3 separate regions of the Sus scrofa genome follow, and regions 1 and 2 are each linked to region 3. The links are chromatin contacts, called in public Hi-C maps. All regions are on one chromosome and are shown on one strand. Each heading gives the region's core, a stretch centred on a gene start, on an enhancer-like site or on the middle of the called end of the contact. The rest is flanking DNA. Distances are from core to core; before and after follow the strand shown. Region 1 holds the start of P2RX3 (P2X purinoceptor 3). Region 2 holds the start of MED19 (mediator of RNA polymerase II transcription subunit 19). Region 3 holds the start of TIMM10 (a long non-coding RNA gene).

Evidence for each region. Hi-C and Micro-C count contacts between places; a contact is called where the count stands out from the background.
Region 1: a contact with region 3 is called in a Hi-C map of mesenteric adipose tissue, with 3 times the contacts expected there. The contact joins the promoter of P2RX3 here to the promoter of TIMM10 in region 3. A contact is called at or near these places in 3 of 5 promoter capture datasets (fetal liver and liver), 18 of 47 Hi-C or Micro-C datasets (alveolar macrophages, blood, embryonic fibroblasts and 10 more) and 2 of 2 datasets of contacts at active chromatin or transcription factors (alveolar macrophages and skeletal muscle).
Region 2: a contact with region 3 is called in a Hi-C map of liver, with 5 times the contacts expected there. The contact joins the promoter of MED19 here to the promoter of TIMM10 in region 3. A contact is called at or near these places in 1 of 5 promoter capture datasets (liver) and 4 of 47 Hi-C or Micro-C datasets (heart right ventricle, liver, retroperitoneal adipose tissue and 1 more).

Annotation. Positions count from the first base shown.
Region 1 is chr2:13,617,747-13,621,624 of Sscrofa11.1, reverse strand. It overlaps P2RX3 (P2X purinoceptor 3), which reads left to right and starts at 1,973. Exons shown (of 12, transcript XM_003353865.5): 1 at 1,973-3,878. It overlaps SSRP1 (FACT complex subunit SSRP1), which reads right to left and starts at 1,959. Exons shown (of 17, transcript XM_003353864.4): 1 at 1,744-1,959; 2 at 1,108-1,246; 3 at 487-672. The coding sequence starts at 1,161.
Region 2 is chr2:13,239,938-13,243,411 of Sscrofa11.1, reverse strand. It overlaps MED19 (mediator of RNA polymerase II transcription subunit 19), which reads right to left and starts at 2,101. Exons shown (of 5, transcript XM_003122715.5): 1 at 1,705-2,101. The coding sequence starts at 1,972. It overlaps TMX2 (thioredoxin-related transmembrane protein 2), which reads left to right and starts at 2,142. Exons shown (of 8, transcript XM_005660896.3): 1 at 2,142-2,565. The coding sequence starts at 2,377.
Region 3 is chr2:13,391,221-13,394,869 of Sscrofa11.1, reverse strand. TIMM10 (a long non-coding RNA gene) reads right to left here and starts at 1,645. Exons shown (of 3, transcript XR_002341482.1): 1 at 1,506-1,645; 2 at 968-1,083.

The sequences.
Region 1 (3,878 bases), core at 724-3,223, 230 kb before region 3:
CTATTTCTGGGGACTGGCTGGACTCGGGCTGGGGGAGGAGTAAAGTAAGGACTGACACTCCTGCTTGCAGGTCTCACAGTGTTTTTCTGACTTTGGACAGGTATTCCTTTAGTGAAAGTGGAAATGAAGTAAAGTCTTTAACACAAGCCGTTCAAAATGGAAAAACAACACCAACCTAAAACCTCAAGGTAAGCCCCTGAACCTGGATAAGGCAACAGGCAGAAACCACCAAAAAAAAAAAAAAAAAAAAAAAAAAAAAAAAAAAATCAAAACAGTAGAAAAGTTTCTGGAGTTAAAGCACAAAGAAACTCCCGAGACTCTGCAGCCCAAAGCTGAACACTGACTGCTTAATGGCTTCCACGGTCCTGCTTTAAGGATCCCAAACTAGCAACTGCACGGTTATCAGAAGGAGCCCCACTTCTCTCAAGAAGATTAAAACTAAAGAAGATGGCACAGTAAAGGGGGCTATGGCAAGGGGCATCTCACCGATTCTCGGAAGCCGTCGTACTTGTAGACGTGGCCATTTTTCGTGAGCAGTTTAAGTCCATGGCCCAGAGCTACTCGGCGCCAGATCCCTTCGGTCAACTCCCCAGCCTGGATGTTGTCCACTTTGCCCGTTTTACTGTTCTTGAAGATGATGCCCTGGCGGCTCAACCTCAGCCGACCATCATTCTGTTGGGAAAACAGGCCCAAATGCACAGGGACGACCATAGCGTAGAGCAGGGACGGTCCCACCCAACACCCATTCTGGGCTGGTCAGGTATCAGGCAGGAGCAATAACAGCTGAAGTGGTGAGGGCTGGCAAGAAGAGACGAGTAAGGCCAGAAGATCTGGATTCTAATCCTCGCTCTGGCATCCAGAACCCGTGCAGGTCCTCAGTTTGGGGATTCAGGATTGAGCAGCAGGTGTAGTCCCTTCAAACTCTGACATCCTGTAACTCTTGTATCCTCACTCAGTAATGCTTCTTGTTGGGGAACTACCAAATACACATCGAACTGACTTCTTTTCCAAAGTAGCAACATCATCAGCACAAGCTCTTGCGAGTGGATAAAAAGTCTACTCCGCCTCCCTCCCTCCATCTGTTTCAAAAGCCCCAGTCCTTCTTACCATAGAGCCTTTCACCTCCTGATACACGTCGTTGAACTCCAGTGTTTCTGCCATGCTGACCTGCCCCTGTAGGCCTCAACTGGGAGCTGGGCCCCAACTCCTGGGTACGTTGTGCAGATACACAACGCAGGCTGGGAATCTGAATTGAAGAGGGATAAGTGGATTGAAGTTAAGTGGAAAAAACAACACCTCATGCTGGCCACGGAGGGAGCCTAGTGGCAACCCTTCCTGTGCCTGGGATGTCTCACGATCTCCCTGCCTGGGAACCCTGCAAGCCGGTTCTGCAGAACTCCAGGGCCAGGCCCGGCCGGGGCTTAAGAAGCCGGCCCGAAGTACCTCTTACATCCCAACCAGACACCCCCTCTGGGCGCTCCACCGGGCGCCATGGCAACGAGCAGCGGAACCCCTGGGCCATCCGGAGCCCGCACCTCGCCCGCGCCCCAACCCCGCTCAAAAAGCACGAGTTCCCTCCCAGCGCTCCCACCGCGCCGCGGCCCCAGGCCCACAGTTCTCCCCTCCCGCTAAAATGGATTCGCCCGCTGCCCGCGGATTCCAACGCGGAACAGTCCATCCCACGCGTCCCGCGGGGGAGCAGGGCCCTCGCCTTCCTGGGGCGCGGCGATAGCGACCACCTACTTTCTCAAGCTGCGGCCTCAGACGGCCCGCAAGCGGGCGGTGGGCTCGCTGGGGGACGCAGCGGGGGTGTAGGGTCCGGGGGGTCCGGGGGGGACGCTGGGGAAGCTTTTCCCGCGTGCGCGGCCCCGCGTCCCGCCACCGGAAGCCCAGCACGGACCATAGAGAGGAGGAGCCGGCTAGAGAGGCGCGAAACGCGGCCCGCCTTCGAGGCGGTCCCATAGAGCGTCCACAGCGCTGGAGGACCTGAGGGAAGCCGGGTTACACTGATGTCCCGCCCGTTTGGCGTCCGACTAGAAAATGGGAGCGTGTCGGGCTCTTTAAAAATCACAGACACTCCTTCCGGGAACGACAAGACTTTAAAGAGAAACTGTGTAGTTGCATTTTATCAGACTTGCCAAAGATGCGTGTGCGTGCGTAGCAATGACGGGCGACTCTCTCCCGCCCCATAGTGGTTTCTGTGGAATAGAAAGGAGTTTGTAGGACAAGAAGGAAAATATTTAACGACTTGTGGAGAGAAATGACCCCTCCCACTGGCTTCGAAGAGAATGCGAGTGTTGGTATCGCTGTGACTATACTGCTCACCCCTGTCACAAGGGATTGGATCCTTTTTGAAGTGAGTTCACTGCACCCCAAAACTTGACATCGATAAATGCAAGGTTTGAGTCTCCTGGAAGAGGCTGGCCAGCGGCGGCGGCGGCGGCGGTATCAGGTTCAAGTGCTGGTGTCACATTCACCGTGGAGCCAGAACTGATTTGAAATCACAGCAGCCTGGGCTTTCATAAGCCAGATCCCCCTTATGGAGTCCTAGGGTGCACCTCGCAAAATCAGAGGAGGCTGGACGAGTAAGAGATGTTTGGATTCGTCTGCTCCAGCTTCCTTTTGAAGATCGGGAAACTGAGGCCCTAAGAGGAGTGGCCTGGGGAACAAAACCCAAAATCTACTTAGCCCGTCTAGTGATTCTCCATTCGGAATGATTGATAATAGATGTCAAGTATACAAAACATTGAGACAGAATATTTAAACTCCAGATTTCTTTGACAGTCTGACCTACAGTTACCCCAGCTTGGGACACAAGATGACGTGAATGCACTGTTGCTCCCTGAACTCACGACTTTAACCTCTGGGTAATGGCTGTTCCCACGCTATCTAGCAACATAAGCCAACTAGATTCAACAGATATGTGTTGAACTCTAACACAGTGATAGGATTTGTGGAAACTAGTAAACAAGATGGAAACAGCCCCAGTTTTCCAGGCATGTGACATCTAATAAATGATTCAAATAAGTAAACTGATGGTAAAACAAAATAGAACAAGAAAATACCCAATGTGGGAGTTCCCTTCGTGGCTCAATGGTTAATGAACCCAACTAGGCTCCACAAGGATGTGGGTTCGATCTCTGACCTCCTTCAGCGGGTTAAGGATCTGGTGTTGCCGTGAGCTGTGGTGTAGGTCGCAGAAGCAGCTCGGATCCCACGTGGCTGTGGCTGTGGCATAGGCCGGCAGCTGTAGCTCTGATTCGACCCCCTAGCATTGGTAACCTCATATGCCATGGGTACGGCCCTAAAAAGCAAAAAAAGAAAAAGAAAAGAAAAAGGAAAAAAACCCAATGTGATAGTGCTCTGCAGGTAGAGCTTCAGTCACTGCCAACATGAGTAAGAAATAGGAACTATGTAACCCCAATCACCCTCACCCAGGAGACCAAGAGAAACATTCAGGAGACCCCTCCCCTTGACCCATGTATTGCCGGCAACTCAGGAAGGGAGGAGACGCCTGCAGAATTGAACGGCTTTAAGGAAGACACTCTGGATTGAAGGGGATACTCAGCTCAGGCAGGCTATTAGGTGGCTGGGGAGTGGTGTGTTGCAAGGGGCTTTAAAGAGAGCATGAAGCAGCTGGTGAGCCGGGATGAAGATGCAGCATAAGAGGATGGAACCGAAACGATAGACAGAGTGCAGATAAAACATGAGTCCTAGAGGGCCCTAGCCAGCTGCATCCCAGGCAATCAGGAGCCTGGGATTGGAGACCCCACCCCTACCATGACATCACAGGGGAGTGGGGTGGAGACGAACAAAAAGGGGGTCCCCCGCCCTGGCCTTGGACTCTTGGCAGCTCAGAGTGTCAAGAGCAGAGAGGA
Region 2 (3,474 bases), core at 852-3,351, 150 kb after region 3:
TTGAGCAAGGCCAGGGATCGAACCTGTGTCCTCATGGATACCAGTCAGATTCGTTTCCTCTGAGCCGTGACAGGAACTCCCCTCCTTCAGCTCTTGATGTAGCAGTAGGACTTGGGATGAACTAAATGTCATCCTGGAGACTTAACATGTCCAAAATGACTTGATATCCATCTCCTCAAACCTGTCCTTTCCTGATCTTAGCACTACCATCCACCTAATTATTCAAGCCAAACATTTCCAAACTGCCCTCAATTCCTCTGTCCTTCAATTCTATTTTCAATCCTGCATTCCTGTCAGTTCTACCTCTAACATTTATTTGGCATCCATTTACTTCTCTCCTCTACTGCTATTTCCTAGTTCAAACTATCATCTCTTTCCTGAACTACTAAGCTGTAACTTCTGACCAATTTTCCCACTTTTCTTCTTTTTTTTTAAGGGCAGCACCCAAGGCATATGGAGGTTCCCAGGCTAAGGGTCAAATCAGAGCTACAGGTGCCGGCCTACACCAGAGCCACAGCAATGCTAGAGCTGTGCTGCGTCTGCAACCTACACCACAGCACAGGACAACACTGGATCCTTAACCCACTGAGTGAGGCTAGGGATCAAACCCACAACCTCATGCTTCCTAGTCGGATTCATTTCTGCTGTGCTATGACGGGAACTCCCCCACTTTGCTTCCTTAATAGAGCTGCTCGAATGATTGAAAATAAGCAAATAAGTTAGAAGTTAGATCACTTCAGACTCTTGTGTCAAAATGGTTCCCCCTGAACTTAAAATGTCTTATAGAGGCCTCTGCCTACTCTCCCACCTTCATCTCCTATCGCTCTTTCCCTGTTCACTTCCCCGGAGTGCAAGTGGTTTTCTGTCCCTCAAATATTCAAGGTTATTCTCACATTGGGCCTTCTAATCTCATTTTTTGTATCTAGAGTTCTCTCTCCTCCCACTCATAAATGGCTAGCTCTTCCTTTGTGCTTATATTTTAGCTCTAATGTTATCTACTCAGAAAGGGCTCTCCTGATCACTCTAGCTAAAGCAGTTCTGCCCCCTCAATTCTTTATCACATTTCCCCCTTGTAGCCATAACCACTATCTGATACTATCTGTTTATCCGCAGATATCTGTTTATCACTCTTTGACTCCTCCACTGGCAGGTAAACTCCCAAACAGGCAAGGATCTTGTCAGTTTTGTTCACAGCTGTATCTTCAGCAATTGGAAGAGTGCTTGGTACACAGAGTGGGTGCGCAACAAAATAATTTTTTGAATGAAAGAACCTGGTTTAATTCTAATCACTTCTTCGAACACATTTTGAAACCCCGAGGCCCAGAGGAAGAAAGACAACATGTCCCAAACCAACAGGAAGTTTGAAGCAGATCTGGAACTGGGTCCGCAGGGATGTTAAATCAGGACCCTCAAATACCAAACTCAAAGCTAGGATAATCTTTAGGGAGTCAAAAACCAGCGTCAGGGGCAGGATCGGGCGTGAAAGGTGGTCAGGGAGATCCACTCTCTTCCCACCCCTAATCCATCCCAATTCCAATCATTCTTTCGGTTGTGAATCCTCAGAACCTCTTCTAGTATAGTGTTCCGAAATCGCGCCACGCGTTGCCTAGGTTACCCCTCACCCCAGTCGGAAGGCTGAGAGCCACGCCCCGCCTCTCCTCGCTATGATCTGATTGGCTGGCTTTGACCAGGCCTTGTACTCACCCGGCAGTTCCCGCATTAGGTAGAAGGGGCCACAACCGGCCGCTGACTTGTCGGAGCCGGGAGCGGCTGTGGCCGCGGTAGAGGGCGGGGCGGGGCCCGGCCCCCCGCCCGGAGGAGGAGGCGGTGGGGGTGGAGGTTTTCCAGGTCCGAAGCCAAGTGCGGTCGGGGGCGGTGGTGGGTCAGCCTGAGCTCCGAACAGCGCCGTGAAATTCTCCATCGCCTCCTCCGCCCCGGCGCTGTCTCGGTGTCTGGCGTTGGTGACGTTCATTGGTCAATCTTTTCACAGAGTACCGCCCTCCTCTTTCAGGAGCCTCTCACCATTGGGTTGCCTCGGGCCCTTCCTACCTTCTTCCTGCAACTACTTCCGTCGCCTTCTGAGAACGTTCCGGAAGTACTATTTAACTTTATTTAAATTCTCCTGTATCTCCTACTTGCCGCAGTCGCATATGTCCAATAAAACGATTTAGGTGGAAAAAAAGACAGCTAGATTAGCCAATAAAATATCAAAGCCCTTTCTCCATTTTTAACCTGACGCAGAAGCCAGTCAGAGATCTGCTTCCGGATCTAGAGGCGGTGCATCCGAGACTAGGCCCAATGGAAGCACAATGATGGGAGAGGCGGGACCAGGCTCACGGACTCCGTGGAGCGGCTGGCGCCGCTAGAGCCGGGAAGATGGCGGTTCTCGCGCCTTTAATTGCTCTTATTTATTCGATACCTCGACTATCACGATGGCTGGCCCGACCTTACTACCTTCTGTCAGCCCTCCTCTCTGCTGCCTTCCTACTCGTGAGGAAGCTGCCCCCTGTCTGCTACAATCTCCCCACGCAACGCGAAGACGGCAACCCGTGTGACTTTGACTGGGTGAGCGACCCCCCGCCTTAGGACCCCGCGACCTTGACACCCTGTCCTAGGTTGCATCTACGAGATGCGAGGTTCACCTGTTTGAGAACACCTGAGGTTCCCAACCTGTAGCGGACTTAAGCTATTAAGAATCTAGAGCCTGGGCGGTCGTCGAGTGTAAACCTCTTCACGTTTAAGATGGGAATACAGCGAGTTAGCCTGCCGGGGTCTTCTGACTCCTGAGTCCAAGGTCCTTTCCGTCTCACAATTCGTACCTACCCAAACGAGGCATCTGCACTGTTTTACAGTGCTGCTCTCGTTATGTAAAGCCTCTTGAGGAATCAGTGAGGTAAACAAGGCAAGTAGTAGTAATCTCGTTTCACTGATGAAGAAATTGATCTCGGCGTAGTTAGGAGACTTGTCCAAGGTCACACAACTAGTGAGTGGCTGGGACTTGAAACCACTCTTCTGGCCAAAGCAGCAGCACCATCAGTCATTTTAATTCAGTTAACAACTGCAGAGGGAGGACTGTATGCTAGGCACTGTGCTGCATCCTGAGAATGTAAAAATGAATAAAGTTTTAGGCCTATTGAAATGGAATTGTAAAAAAAATTCATTGTAAAGAAATCAATCTGAACTCTCTTGCAGTACTTCCTAAGTAGAAGTGGAAGGACCACTCAGAAAAATAAGATGAAGTTCTGTGCCCCCTTCTGTATAGCTGAATCTGTGTTACGAGGAAGGAGGGCCTTCCTGAGTTTTTGTCTTTTTTTTTTTCCAGGTCCCAGAATGAGTCTTGACTTTTGACAGAACTTACTTCCTTACTTTTATTCTCCTTCCCTTGTTTACTTTTTCGTACTTCCGCCGTTCTTTCCCAGTGTTATTAAGTAGCTCATGTATAGCTGTGGTGCTTCAAAAGATCCATTTGGGGGG
Region 3 (3,649 bases), core at 396-2,895:
CTTACTTGCTTGTGTTTGGCTTAGTCCTAAGAGCTTGTCATATATTTTAACATTAAATATTTATAATGTCTTTATGAGAAAGGTATTATTATTAACTCTATTTTATAGGTGGTGAAACCACTGGTCAAACAGTCCAAGTAACTTGGCCAAGGCCATAGAAGTGCTGGTTGGTGAAGCTATGATTTGTTCCCAAATTTGCCAAATGGTTATAGGCACTAGTTAGAAGTCACACTGAGGTACTGGTCTTGACATTGCTATTGACCAGCTGTGGACCCTGAGAAAGTTACTTAATCTCCAGAAGCCTCAATGTTCTCGCTTTAAAACAAGATAAGTAAAATTAATCCAGCAAAGATAAAAAGAGATAATGCACATAAAATGTTCCAACATGTGTCTAAGATGGAGTAAGAGTTTAGAAAATGTTAACTACTTGGAGTTCCCATTATGGCTCAGTAGTAACAAACCCAACCAGTATCCATGAGGATGCGGGTTCAATCCCTGGCCTCAATCGGTGGGTTAAGGATCTGGCATTGCCAGTGAGCTGTGGTGTATGTAGGCTGGCAGCTGCAGCTCCTATTCGACCCCTAGCCTTGTAACTTCCATATGCCACACATGTAGCCCTAAAAATCAAAAAAAGAAAAAGAAAAGAAATGTGACTAGTGGCCTATGTGCTATTTGTCAAAAGGCAAATGCTGAACTATTCCTGGAAACTAACCAGAGCCTGAGATGGACCCTCTCCTCCTGTCCAGCTCCTTCATGGTCAATTCCATCCCAATCTAAATGCCTAGTTCCCTCTAGTGACCCCACACTACATCTGGATTAGCCCTTAACCATGTGGGCCTGGGGTGTGGGGGGGGATGAGTGCTGGGAGGGTAGACCACCGTTTTTCATAAGTCATCCACCTCTGGCTTTGGAAAGGGTGACCTAGGGTCATTCTCTAAAGACAAGGTAGTGCGGACTCGGTCCTTACCTGTTGTACATATCAGCCATCATCTCTACCTCCAGCTCTGCTGCCAGCTGCTGGGCCCTGAGTGGGTCCATTTCAGCCCTGAACGGTCGAGGGGATCTCCTTCTGGCCTCCTAGACCTGGGGACAGACGGCACGGTCAGCACCCAGCCCTCCCATTCGCTTTTCCATACCAGGGGCTGGAGAATGTGGAGGAATCACAGACCATCAGACCAGCAAGGGCCACTGACCTCATACGCTATTTCACAGACGTGGAGGCTGAACCCGCAAAAGGGACACTGCCTTGCCCAAGGTTACAGAGCACGTTAATGGCGGGGCTGTAAATCGACCCTCGGTGCCCTAACGCCCAACTCCTCGAGGTCACCTCTATCCAGAAGGAGATGGGGAAACCGGAACAGAACACTCTAAACCGCTGTCATGAACCTGCGGGGGCCCTAAGAACTGGATCATACGCGGAACTACGGCGCCCGGACCCAGACCAGGCCCTAAACTGAAAAGGCCGCACCATCATCAGGGTCACTTTGAGGTCAGAAGTTGCTCACCACGGCCGGAGGTCTGTCACTGTGCCCCCGGTATCCCCAACTTCGGGTAAACACTGGAAATTCACCGGGTGCCCAGGTAGGGTCAGGCGGAAGCACGTGGGTCCCTTCCGGGGAGGAAATCCCGCCTCTTCCCGATCCGTACTCGCTTCCGGAATGAAGTACCATCTAGGTGGTGCCGGGAAACCTGATACCATAGAGAGGGCCCTGTCTGAAGGCTAAGGCGTCTCCCACATGCTAGAGAGGACTCAAAAATACCATAGAGATTTAGGCCGAACGCAGAGCGCCTGCAACCTGTTAGAATTCAAGTCCCCGGGGGTGTCACCGAGAGGTTTGAGTGTTTTGAGTAGGAGAGGTAGGGTCGCAGAGGTCAGTAACCCTCGCCCCTAACGCCGGAGAGCTGAGTCCAGAGCGCATATCTGACTCGGGGAAGGAAAAAGGGTCGTCCGTCCCCCCCGCCCTGCAAACAGCAGCTCTCAGCTTGTGTTGCACTTAAGGTCACCTGGGACGCTTTAAAAAAATCCTGATGCCCAGGCCTCACTTTCTACCAATTAAATCAGAATCCCTGGAGGTAGGATTCAGATATCAGTAAACTTTATTTATTTATCTATTTATTTTTGTCTTTTCAGGGCCGCACCCGTGTCATATGGAGGTTCCCAGGCTAGGGGTCTAATCGGAGCTGTAGCCGCCAGCCTATGCTGGAGCCACAACAACACGGGATCCCAGGCGACCTACACCACAGCTCAGGGCAAGGCTGGATCCTTAACCCACTGAGCGAGGCCAGGGATCGAACCCGCACCCTCATGGTTCCTAGTTCGATTAATTAACCACGACGACAACTCCAGATATCAGTAAATTTTAAAATTTCCCAGGTGATTCCCATGTGCAGCCAAGTGCTCCTGGGGCCTTTGTGTGAATACGGCTGTGTGCAGATCACCAGGCTTTCTCTGGGGTTGCAAAGACAAGTGAGGCATGGTTCCTGCTTGCAGAAAGATGAGTCGAGAGGACAGTGTGTGGGGAGTTCCCGTCGTGGCTCCGTGGTTAACGAATCTGACTAGGAACCATGAAGTTGAGGGTTCGATCCCTGGCCTTGCTCAGCGGTTAAGGATCCGGCGTTGCCGTGAGCTGTGGTGTAGGTTGCAGACGCGGCTCGGATCCTGCGTCGCTGTGGCTGTGGCGTAGGCCGGCAGCTACGGCTCCGATTCGACCCCTAGCCTGGGAACCTCCATATGCCGCGGGAGCGGCCCAAGAAATGGCAAAAAGACACACACGCACACACACAAAAGTACAGTGTGTCTTATTCAACTTCTACTAGACGCCCTAGGCCATAAAGAGATGAATAGGAGCAATTGTGGCTGCTGCCAGAGCTAACCTAGAGCCTTTGGGTGAGGGAAAAGGAGGGTACTGTGAATTCTTTCTTTCAAAACTTAATATATTCCTCGATCTGCAACCCGCCCCCCACCAATGAAAAAAACCCACCCTAATCTCCCTGGATTTTTCTTTTTTTCTTTTTCTTTCTTTTTTTTTTTTTTGCTATTTCTTGGGCCGTTCCCGCTGCACATGGAGGTTCCCAGGCTAGGGGTCGAATCGGAGCTGCAGCCACTGGCCTACGCCAGAGCCACAGCAACGCAGGATCCGAGCCGCGCCTGCAACCTACACCACAGCTCACGGCAACGCCGGATCGTTAACCCACTGAGCAAGGGCAGGGACCGAACCCGCAACCTCATAGTTCCTAGTCGGATTGGTTAACGACTGCGCCACGATGGGAACTCCCTCGTTTTCTTTTTTTGACGTTTGTTTGGTTGGTTTTTTGGCTGTGCCTGGGACATGCGGAATGAAGTTCCTATGCCAGGGACTGAACCTGTGCCACAGCAACGACAACACGGCATTTTCCCGCGGGCATATGGAGGTTCCCAGGCTAGGGGTCTAATCGGAGCTGTAGCTGCCGGCCTAGGCTGGAGCCACAGTAATGCCAGATCCAAGCCATGTTTGCAACCTACACCACAGCGCTTGGCAACGCCAGATCCTTAACCCACTGAGTGAGGCCAGGGATCAAACCCAAAACCTCATGGTTCCTAGCTGGATTTGTTAACCACTGCGCCACGATGGGAACTCCCAACACGGCATTCTTAACCCACTAGGCCACT